Linked DNA regions of Xenopus laevis: region 1 is linked to region 2. The links are chromatin contacts, called in public Hi-C maps. All regions are on one chromosome and are shown on one strand. The core of a region is the stretch at or near the end of the contact, and the rest is flanking DNA. Distances in the headings are between cores, read along the strand shown. Region 1 has its middle 86 kb from the start of hes4.L. Region 2 holds the start of hes4.L (hes family bHLH transcription factor 4 L homeolog).

Region 1 (5,718 bases), core at 1,308-3,807, 86 kb after region 2:
CCAGCGTTTATTGGGACTTAGAACATTTTTCAACTATTTACTCTATTGCACATCGCCTGGTCTCAGCTGGCGAAGGCAAGTTTGGAGCAAGAGGTAACGTTTAGTCAAATCTCCATCTGAGTGAATTATAGTAGTTACGTTCGTTCTCCAAAGCGCAACTTCGTCTGGCGTTAGGGTGTGAAGTACCGCTAGAGTCTATCTCCTTTGCTAGGGAAGTTACGCCAGCATTAGTCACTCGCCCTTTAGTAAATTTCTCCCCATGGAAGACTGCCTTCACATAATGCTGAACTTTCTGGATAATGGGTTTCCAGAAAACTGATCCCATGCCTGTGTTAAAATATTTGTAAAAAAGCGTGCAGGAGCAATGTGGGCATTGTGGGTCTAATATTCATAAAAACCCTATGTTCAATTGAGGAACTGGTCAACATAGAGTATTAGGAAGGTTTGTTCCATAAATAAGACTGGCATGTGCTTGTAATGGAGAGCCCATCTGTATACACTTGCTTTCTTCCTATTATAAATAATCACTCCAGATGTACTTATAGGACTGTACAAAACATGTGCTTATGATTTAGAGATATGCCTGGATATAACTTTTTTTGCATAGAAGAATCATATTCCTATGAAAGGAGATTATTTTTATAATCTTTATTCAGCTAGGCATTTTTTGCTTTGTACTGGGGGAAATACTGTACGGGCACTATAGATAAACAATGGTGGGCATGAGGGCACTCCAGCCTTTATAGAATAACTAACTATATTGAAAAAAATTTTTTTATTTTGCGCAGCCTATCTATTTGCCCAGTTTTTATTTTTACACTGAACAATTCTTTTAAGAAAAAATAAGCATGTTGGGATATTATCATATTCCTTAGCAAGCAAGGAAGCCCTCTACACAATAATGCTCTGTTAATATCTGCTTTTGGTTCTTTTCCATCATCAGGATTATCACTGCATTGATGCCAACAATTCTGCAGTCTTGCAGTATTTCACATGCCCTTTGTAACTAAATATAGCATAGCATAACTCATATCAATTAGATTTTTTCATTACTCTAAGGCTAATATTATACAAGATGTTTTAAGCACCTCTGTTAGCTTGGTGGGGGGAATTGGTGGGCAAAATGACATTCCCCTCCGGCAAATGCTTCCCATTCTTCTGAAAGTAAAAAATGGATCCTATGGGAGATGCTTGCACTGTCAGACAGGGGTAACTTGGGAATGCTCATTTTAGTGGTCAGCGCTATGCTGAATGGATGCTATGGGGTACACAGCTACAACTGTAATATTGTCAGCTTTGGTGTCTGTTCCTATGGGTACAAATGTAAGTCTGTGAATATGTAACCTTAGGTTCCTTCAAGGTCTCCCCTCCTGGCGTCCCACATGCCCTGTACCTTTTACCTCCCATGTCCTGAACTTTCTGCCTGTCATTAGGGAGAGGGGTCGGTCTGGCAGTGGAGCAGTAGAGTGGGCCTAATTCATTATGGTGGACTGAGCCTTGGTTGGCGGAGCCCATGAAACCCAGGGCCCACTGAGTTTTTTCCTGGTGTCCTGCTGGCCCAGTCCGACACTGTTTGTTTAGCTTTAAAGTTAAACAAAACAACATGTCTTAGGAAACAGCATGCTGGTGCCATAGAAAGTCAGTATTTAGTGGGGTGGTGGGGTTCTGTTATTTATGGTGGTTTGGGTCAGAGCAACATTTTTTGTGGGGAGTGGAGAGGGAGCCCACCAATGATTTGGTGCCTTAATACAGCTCTGTCCAGACATGAAAAACTTATTTGAACAACTTTTTTCCTTGAAGCAAATGTTTTTACCTGATGCACCGAGCTGTACCACCTCATATCTGAAGGTCTTAGTTTAGTCCAAAGTCAAAAATAGTGGAGCAGAAGGTTTGAAATAGGGATGCATTGAATCGCGGATTAGGTTTGGGATTCAGCCAAGACTTAGCTATTTTTATCAGGATTCAGATTCGGGTGAATTCAAGACCCTGGCCGAACAGAATCTATATAACTGAAAAAAATGATTCAGTATTTGCCCAAATCCATACCCCTAGATCAGCCAAACCCTAAAAAGCAGTATTTGGTGCATCCCTAGTTAAAACGTCATGTTTATTGCTATGGATATACCCATGTAAGAACTCCAGTATTAGGACTATAAGTACAATATTAAGTTCACTATAGATGTAGCAAAATCATTTTATTTTTAGTGTATTATCCTTATGTTATAATTCCCTCCAACAGCTCATACATTAATCGAATCCACCCATAGGGTTAGTTACTGTGAGAAAGATCTGGCAGCACTCTCGCACTCCCCAGACAGACATTCCTTCTGTAATAAGCAGCAGCTGGAGTGCTGTTTCCGGGCCTGCAGCTGAGGCGGTGAGAGGAAGATGTGAGGGGGGAGAAGGACTTTAATCTCTGAGCGTCATTAAATTCTCCAGGAGGAACCTCTGGGAGGAAGCAGGGAGGGAGTGGAGGGGGATCAGCACCTCCTCTGAGGTAGGAAGCATGTCAAGTGCCAGGGCCTCCCTGCTCTGCACAATTTAGCAGCTCTGGGAACAATGTGCTGCTGGTGGGAGAGGTGGGAGGCAGCTAAACAGGAGGAGAGAGGAGAGATACGAAGCATACAGAGCAGGGAAAATCATGCACAGCTGCACTCAGACTGGACTGCCATTACAATCAATGCAATTAGAGTCTGAGCTTTTTAGAAAAATGATGAATTTGACTAAGTTGACATCACCTATAATGCAAATATAAATGTTGAATTTTTTCCACTTTTTCTCTTACAGTGCTGAGTGGACATATAAGCATTATACAAGTACAATGTATTACATATCAATATCTAATATATGGGTATATTAGGGTATATACCCCCTATGGGGGTTTCAACATGTGCTTATCACTCATAGGGGTTATGTATTAAAAGGCACTTACCCCGATATGTAATAAAAGGCATTATTTTGCCCAGTTGCAGTAACCCATAGCAACCAATCAGCAGCTAACATTTACTGGTTGTATTGGTTGTTATTGGTTACTGCACCTTAGTGCTTTTTAATGCATATGGGAATATGAGTTCTACAACATATGCACATGTTTAGTGATTTTATTTGGGCCTGAGGGGTGTAGTGGAACCTATAAAAACATATACACATATGCAAATGAAAACTTTCCTGAATAACGAAGATTTGCCTTTATACTTTAAAACATCCGATCCCGATGCTAAACATCGAATTATCAATACATATACATACATTAAATCATGGTTCCACAGAAATTAGTGCATATTAAATATGTCTGGGATGAGGGGTTTATTCATTAGTAATATATTAATAATGCATTAATAACCTCAAATTCTGAAAGATGGCATTTAATATGCGAAAAAAACATAAAATTTTCACTTATAAAAAAGGTAAAGGGGTGTACAGAAAATGGGAAATTTGCAAATAAGTTGCTAGATGATGTTTTGGCATAAATTACCGTTCACTGTACTTTCACTGCATTTTCTTGCCACCTCCACTTCTGTGAATTCCCCTATAGTGTGTAGGATAAGTAAGGTTGATGACAAACACATATATAGTTTACATGGGTAATTAGTTTAGCTGCATGGAAGACAGTACAGTCTGGGGTGTGTAATAATTGATAATAATATGCTGTAATATATGTATGTAAGATAAGGCTGGTTGGATGGGGTTGGATAGGGGACTGAGAGAGGAATGTGGGAACAAGGGGGGAACAGAAATTCCAAGTGTAAAATGAGATTGGTGAGAAGCTTAATATGAGAGCACCAGTTGGCAGTTTCTGGTTGAGGGAAGTAGTGAACGGAAATAATTTTGAGGTTAATGTATTTACATTTTTTATTAAAAAATATTTGTAGTAGTATTTTTTCTGTAGCAAAATGGATCATAGTATGCCCAGTGAGTAGATAGATAGCACAGGGGAATAAAAGGCAGAGTGGGGAAGATTATTCCCTCTATACATTATAGGGAACAGTACAGTAACAGAAAGTTAATGGTGCATGGCTTGCATTTGCTGGAATTAAAATGACTGTATCATTAATTTTTTATTCATTCGTCTTACCATAATAAAGACAGCGAAAGAGAGAGAGTGAGGAGCTAACCTGAATAGTTTCAGTCATTGTGCTGACAAGACCAGCAAAACAGCTGCCTGTTAACTGTAAAATGGATAAGGGCAAATGAAAGAATAGAACAGAATAAATATTTAATACGATTATATGGAATGATAGGGTAGAATTACAGGTTGTGCCTTAGGACAGGATGCTGTAGTGTTCTGGGTACATCAGGTCACTGCTTCTCTTCACTCACTGCTATGGAATATGTTCACATGGCAGCTGTTACAGCAAAATAATTCCTTATCCACACTGGATCACCATCTACAGCCACTGTCTTACCTCACATAGCTGCCGTGGTTGTGTTCACCCAATTAAACATATAGAAACTGCTGAAAAGCTTGAAAGGTGCAACTGATCATTGCACAAGTGTAGGGCCTGTTATGCAGAATTCTTGGGCCCTGGGTTTTTTCCATAATTTGGATCTCCATACTTTAAATCTACTAATATATCATTTAAATATTAAATAAACCCAATAGGATTCTTTTGCCTTCAATAAGGATTAATTATATCTTAGTTAGGGTCGAGTACAAGGTACTGTTTTATTATAACAGAGAAAAAGAATAATTTTTAAAAATTTGAAATTTGCTTATAATGGAGTGTATGGGAGACGGCTTTTCCGTAATTTGGAGCTTTCTGGATAATGGATAACCTACCTACAGCCATTTGTTTTCCTATCTGTGATTTACTTTATTGCCAGTGGGCCAGCATTTCTGGGCAAACTTAACCGTAAGTGACAAATCTCCATACGTGGCAGTACCTTTAGACATCAGTGGCACCAGACAACTGTAAAATTGTTGGCACTATTGCTGCTTGTATACCAGCCACTGGGATGTCCCTTTCTAAAGATCAGGTCATGATGAATGACAGTTGGAGCCGACTGCAGATATGTTAAAACAGTTGCCATCCCTATTCTTTTGTCTCCTGAACCTCTTCTTTCAGCTTGTATAACGGATTCATGTCAGCACACATCTTGGAATAAATGACTCACAGTATTATGGGGGCAACCAGGGTTTTGGCTTTTTACCAGAGACGTCAATAACCATTGCTTGTCACAAAGCCAAAAGAGTTACCAAAGGGAATTGGGACAAAAACCCTGTAAAATAAATCTCAGAGTGTCGCGGCATGAAATTTACATAAAGGCCACCCAGTCAGAAAGGGGTTACTTTCTTCACAGACATGATGAACATTTGAAGGACATATTTAAGAAAGTTAAACTGTTTTTTTTGAGAGTGTCAAGTCGGCCTTCATGTGGCTTCCATGTTCCTCAGTTCCATGTCCCGTGTTTAGCAGAAAAGAACCTCAGATGGAAATAAATGCTCATTAGCGTTGATGGAAAAAGACAAATCAGGGATTTATTATCCTGTAGTTACTGGTAAAACTAGATGCCTAAATCCGAGTAACTTTATAAAGTGACAACAAGAAGGTCATATATTTCAGATGCAGCCTGTGAGTATCAGTTGCAGATTTCTTTCACACAGCTCCTACTCCTCCATGACTGGTAAAATAAAAAAGGAGGGGAGCAAGAGCTTCACCCGTGTGCCTTACTTTCCTCTAATCTGTTTTGCTGCTGTCAGTGTGTGCAGGCGTTGCT
Region 2 (5,615 bases), core at 2,593-5,092:
GGCCTGCTGCTTCCCCTACTTGTACTGCCCTACTTCAGCCCCCCCATCAGCTGGACTGCAACTCCCAGCATTCTGCCAACAGAGCTCTCAGGGATACTGTAGCTTAGCAACAGCCTGAATGCATCCCCAAATTCCTTCATTCCAACCCACAAATGGACTTTCTCTCCATTATCCCCTTCTCTGCTTCCTCTGTATCTCCTATAACACCTAAGGCACCACCAGGCTGGCACATGTTTGGTGATAATGGAACCCCATTAGAGAGAAGGCACCACGATCAGTCTGGCAAATGCCCCAGGGCACTGTATCCCCTCTAGAAAGAAGGTGCCACCACCAGTCTGCCAATTGCCCCAGGGCACTGTATCCCCTCTAGAGAGAAGGTGCAACTATGCTGGTACATGCAGGGGCACTTCGCCAACGAGGCGAGTTGAGGCTCTCGCCTCAGGCAGCAGCGCCCCACTAGGTACCAGGGACGGAAAAAATGCCGCTCCTGGTACTTTAAGAGCCGAATTTCTGCCTAACTGCACTCTCTGTGCTAGTGTCCTGGCCCTCCTGACTCCCCTGGGCCCCCTCAGGCGCAAAAAGGTAAGTGCACGGGGGAGGGGCGGCAGATAGGCCAGGATAGCCCCTGGGTACATGCCTCATGGCAATGTAACCCACTAGAAAGAAGGCATCAGCCAGGCTGGCACATACCCCAGGGCACTGTCTGTAACCCCACTACACAAATGGCAGCAGCATCCAGGCTGGCACATGCACATCCTTTCAACCATGTCCAGACTGAGAATTAAAATAGGTCCTGACATTTCAGGTACACAGAGGCCCAATCAGCCCACATAGCCCCCACCAGCCACTAAATACTGACTTTCTATGGCACCTTATAGCAGCCCCTCTGGCATTTGCCATTACCCACAGATTGCCAGTCCTGTCCTGCCCTCAACCCCACAGTGACGCGCTCCTCGCGTGGCCCAGACTTCGGGACTTTTTGTTAAGCTACAGATATTTCCTAGTTACAAAGGTAGGTGCGCAGGAAAAACACCCCTGGGCAGAGGAGGAAAAAAAACTGCAAAAATATGTGAAGTAGCCGTCTCTATTTACATTCATGGGACAGAGGACGCAGTGTTTACCATGTGAGATTATAGCAGCAGAAGCAGCAGAGGAGGAGTTTTCCCATGCTTTTTTATTATGATTTTTCTCATTCCCCCCTCCTCCCTTCCTTTGTGGCTTTTTGCTTTTCCAGGCTGGGCTGGGAGCCGGCTGCCTGAGCCCTGTGCAGAAAGCCAGCAGCACTTTGGCACGTGCTCCCGGGTGATACAAAGTACAGACAGGAGCAGGGGAGGGGGAGGAAGGCGGGAGGTGAGGAGAGGAAGGAGGAGGGGAGCGCGCGCCTGCCCGCCCAGCAGCCGCAGCTTCCCAATGTAAGGCACGCGCACAGCGGTAGAGATTTACCCCAGCTGCCTTTGATTGACAGGTGGCCAACGCTCAGCCAATGAGAAGGCAGCACGGGCCTTCGCTCCAGCTTATTGGTTGCCTGAATACCAGTCTCTTCGCGTGCCGGCCGGCTGCCTATGCTCTGGGATTGCTGGGTCTCTCCCAGGAGCGCACAGCTGGGAAATGTGATTCGCACACGTTCCGTCTTCAATTCTAGCGCTTCTCAGGCCTCGAACCCGAATCGGTGTAAAGTTTGCCAATTTGAGCACGGGGCACTGGGCGTTACATAGAGATCATCCTAAATCTGAGATAACGGCGGTTCATGTTTTACCTGTGAAATGCCCTGCGGTGCCCCTTTTATGTTTTGCGCTCATTTTACTCTGATTACTAAAATTAAAGTGTTTATAGAACGCTCACAAATATGTATTACGGGGTGTTTCTCGTGGACAGCGCATGTGATCAGCATCTTTCAAGGCAAAGCAGCGACAGCGCAAATATTTAGTGAATCTTGCGCAGTCGGCCTTAGCGCTCACACTTTATAGTAACAAGGTATTTAGCCAGTTATGAGAGTACAAAGCTTTTACACGCCAAGCTAATACAGAGCCTACCCCCAGTAATAGTGCAATATCATAGAAGTGCAAAAACCTTAATCAGTTTAGGGGCTATACAGTATCAGACTGAAGACTACAAGGGTGCTTATCGTTATAATTCATGGGAATTGCCCTACTCTGCACACAAGAATGACTCAAGCTAATTATGCTTAGGTTGCTATGGGTTACTGCACTGGAGCAATTTTGTACTTATGAGCACTGAGCTCCACCGATCCCTGGAGAAACCTGTTTCATTTTAATAGTGTTGCTTAGCACATTGGCACTAATGTGTTAAGTTTAGCACCTACTCTTGCTACCTATATACACATTAGCATTTATTTGCATTCCACAGTGAGCAAAAACATTACATTCATTAGCAAGAGCAGACTTGCAGGTTTCTGCAGGACCCCTGTAAAAAAAAAACTGGAGAAAAAGGGGTATTGGGCTAAACAGAAGATGATTTCTTACAAATCCCAAAGCCATTCATACATAGATAATATTCATATTTTTGTTTCTTTTTTTTACTTCTGCTTTTGGGAAGTATTTATCCATGAAATGCTGTTGCTCCTGGGACTGTGCTTAGTAACAGCTAGTGGGACAGTGACTATGAAACCTCCATTCGCACAGAACAAATCAATAAACGCAAACAGTTCCCAAGACAGAAGATTGATGGAAACGCTTTCTTTCTTTTTTTTTTCTTCCTGAAAACTTTTTGTTTTGGTTTTTTTAAAACTGAATTGTAGGACAGCGTAAAGAAACGGTTGCCTGTTTACAGTAAATACCAATCTGAAGCCTTAGTTTGAACATCAATACTCAGATCCAGTTAGGTCTCAGCCTCAATTTCTTCTCAATTTCAAAACATATTTGTGAGCCAAAAGTAACATTGCTGCAGAGTTGGACAAGCTCGCTTTGAACTCGTGGTTTTACATAATGAACGTTGCAATGTACGCACATGCCATTGTCTTGGGAACCTCTTTTTTTCTACGTTGATGATAATGGTGTGTTATAGAGCGATAATACGTTGCACATATATAATAATAAGGTTTGTAAAGTTGAAACACTTCCCATCATTGTTATTTAGGAAAGTGGAACCAAATGGAGCAGTGCAGAGTAAAACAGTCCAATCCAAGAATTGATGTGCAACAAAATCTGTAGGGCAATTTCAATATTCCATCTTTTAAATTAGAAGGCTGATGCTAGTAACCCCGAATATGATCATTTTTTTATTGTTTATTCATAATTAGGTATACGGTAGTGACACATAGATGTGATCACAAGAGCTCCCAGTGTAGCCATTGGTTTGTGGCAATAAATCGCAGCAGCATCAACTGGTGCAATTATATATAATACTTGCTATGAAATAAACATTATTATCTATGGAATGTTTGTATGTGTAACAAGATCAACGAGTGGTCTGGGGGGGTTTCCCTAAAGGGACTGAGATATGTGCCAGGCGGTTCCCCTGCTATGTGCACGTGTGTATAATGCAAGTTATAATATGTTGCTGTAATATATGTTCCAGAATGGTGCGCATTGCTCGGCACTGGGCTTCACTCCCTGCCCGATCCCCGGCGCCTGCTATGAGCCAAGCGCGTGACTGGCAGTCTGCTTGTGGGGGTTGGAGTGAGAGGAGGGGGTGAGTGGAGGTTGCAAAGTTAGGGAGGGTGCCGGTTATCCAATAGGAATGCGTAGTGGGCGAGCCTGCGCTTGTGATTGGCCGAGGAGAGTGTGGGAAAGAATGCACTGAAGGTTTCACACGAATGGGGAGCAGCAGCGCGGAGTATAAATAGAGGCAGAGCCCGCAGGCTGGGAGATCAGAGTGAGATACAATCCAGGCTGAGGGTTTATGATCCAGCCAAGCCTCATACACACAGCACTCGCCTCTGCACTGGCCATAGCAACATCCGCATCACTAGCCCTATCCGGATACAACATCTGAACATGCCTGCAGATAGTATGGAGAAGCCGACAGCCTCCCCCATTGCAGGGGCACCAGCCAACTCAGCGCAGACTCCGGATAAACCCAAGAGTGCCAGCGAGCACAGAAAGGTAAATGTCGCTCTGTGGTGATGACCTGTTCATCCTGAACTTGCCCACCAGGAATATTGCCGACTGGCGCTAAGTGAGTGAGTCGCTCAATTGTCTCTCCTCTCTGTTTTACAGTCGTCCAAACCCATCATGGAAAAGCGCAGGAGAGCGCGAATCAACGAGAGCCTGGGGCAGCTCAAGACCCTCATCCTGGATGCGCTAAAAAAAGATGTAAGTTCCTCTCTGGATCATATACCCCTCATATGTATATATATATATAGCACTGTGCACCCTCTGCTTCATAGCTGCCTTACTCAAGCTGCTTTTGAGATACAGAAATATTCCTAATTACAATAACTACCGAGAAGTGGCAGAAAGTAATCCCCCTGGTATAGATGTGTAATGGATATTTATATATATATATGGTGCCTGCTATGAAGCCTCTCACGCCTATAGATATTCATGATCCCTTGTATTTCCCCGCAGAGCTCCAGACACTCTAAACTGGAAAAGGCTGATATCCTGGAAATGACAGTCAAGCACCTACGGAACCTGCAGCGAGTGCAAATGACAGGTAAATACATGGATGAGCCACATGTTATTGTATTGGTGGGATGCTGGGGCTGCTCTCCTTCCGTTGCTAGTCACTATGCTGGGTGAGGGGAGCGGGTTGTACATCAGTGTCAGTCTCAGTAACAGGGGCCCAGTGAGCTTGAGTTAGTGCCAGTGATTTAGCATTGGGATCAGTGCAATAACCCCTTTTTGCTCTCCCTTACAGCCGCTCTAACAGCCGACCCCTCAGTTCTGGGAAAGTACAGAGCCGGATTTAACGAGTGCATGAACGAAGTCACCCGATTCCTCTCTACCTGCGAGGGCGTCAACACCGAAGTGAGGACCAGGCTTCTCGGTCACCTGTCCAGCTGCCTGGGACAGATCGTAGCCATGAATTACCAGCAACCCCCCTCCAGCCAACAACCAGTGCATGTGCAGCTCCCTTCCAGCACCCCCGTGCCCATGCCTTGTAAGGTGAACCCAGCAGAGGCCATCTCCCCCAAAGTATTCCAGGGAGGCTTCCAGCTAGTGCCAGCTACTGACGGCCAGTTTGCTTTCCTCATTCCCAACCCAGCTTATACCTCCAGCCCCGGACCTGTTATCCCTCTATATGCCAACGCGACATCCCCCGGCGGCCCCCCGAGCCAGTCTCCAGTGCAGGGACTCACCAGCTTCGCCCACAAGATGCCTCACATGGCGCAAGCCGTCAGCCCTCTAGGGGGCAGCACCAGAGCAGACAGCGCTGAGTCCGTGTGGCGACCATGGTGATAACGCGATCAGCCGACTGTGTATATGTTGGTTCCGTTCTATGGGACCCTGCCTTAAAGACAATCCGCACAAAAAAACTATTTATTTCCAAATATGGGGATTTCGCTTTTTTATTCTTTAATAAAAAAAACAAACTTGTGTAGATGACCCATTTTTGTAACAAAGCTCTTTTGCTGAGATTTCTTTTTTTTTTTTTTTTTTTTTTTTTTAGTTTTGTACAATTGCGTACAGAAAAATGTGTAATGCCAAAGT

Evidence for each region. Hi-C and Micro-C count contacts between places; a contact is called where the count stands out from the background.
Region 1: a contact with region 2 is called in a Hi-C map of the XTC cell line, with 2.9 times the contacts expected there. The contact joins the enhancer-like site here to the promoter of hes4.L in region 2. A contact is called at or near these places in 2 of 4 Hi-C or Micro-C datasets (the XL177 cell line and the XTC cell line).

What each region holds. Positions count from the first base shown.
Region 1 is chr7L:91,040,079-91,045,796 of Xenopus_laevis_v10.1, forward strand. No RefSeq gene overlaps it. Among protein-coding and RNA genes, the nearest start is that of hes4.L, 86 kb to the left of the region's middle. Within about 2 kb of position 2,558, at least 2 of the 7 cell types and tissues checked have an H3K27ac peak or open chromatin away from gene starts, as enhancers often do.
Region 2 is chr7L:90,952,912-90,958,526 of Xenopus_laevis_v10.1, forward strand. hes4.L (hes family bHLH transcription factor 4 L homeolog) reads left to right here and starts at 3,843. Exons shown (of 4, transcript NM_001088692.1): 1 at 3,843-4,064; 2 at 4,179-4,274; 3 at 4,530-4,617; 4 at 4,822-5,615. The coding sequence starts at 3,957. The coding sequence ends at 5,363.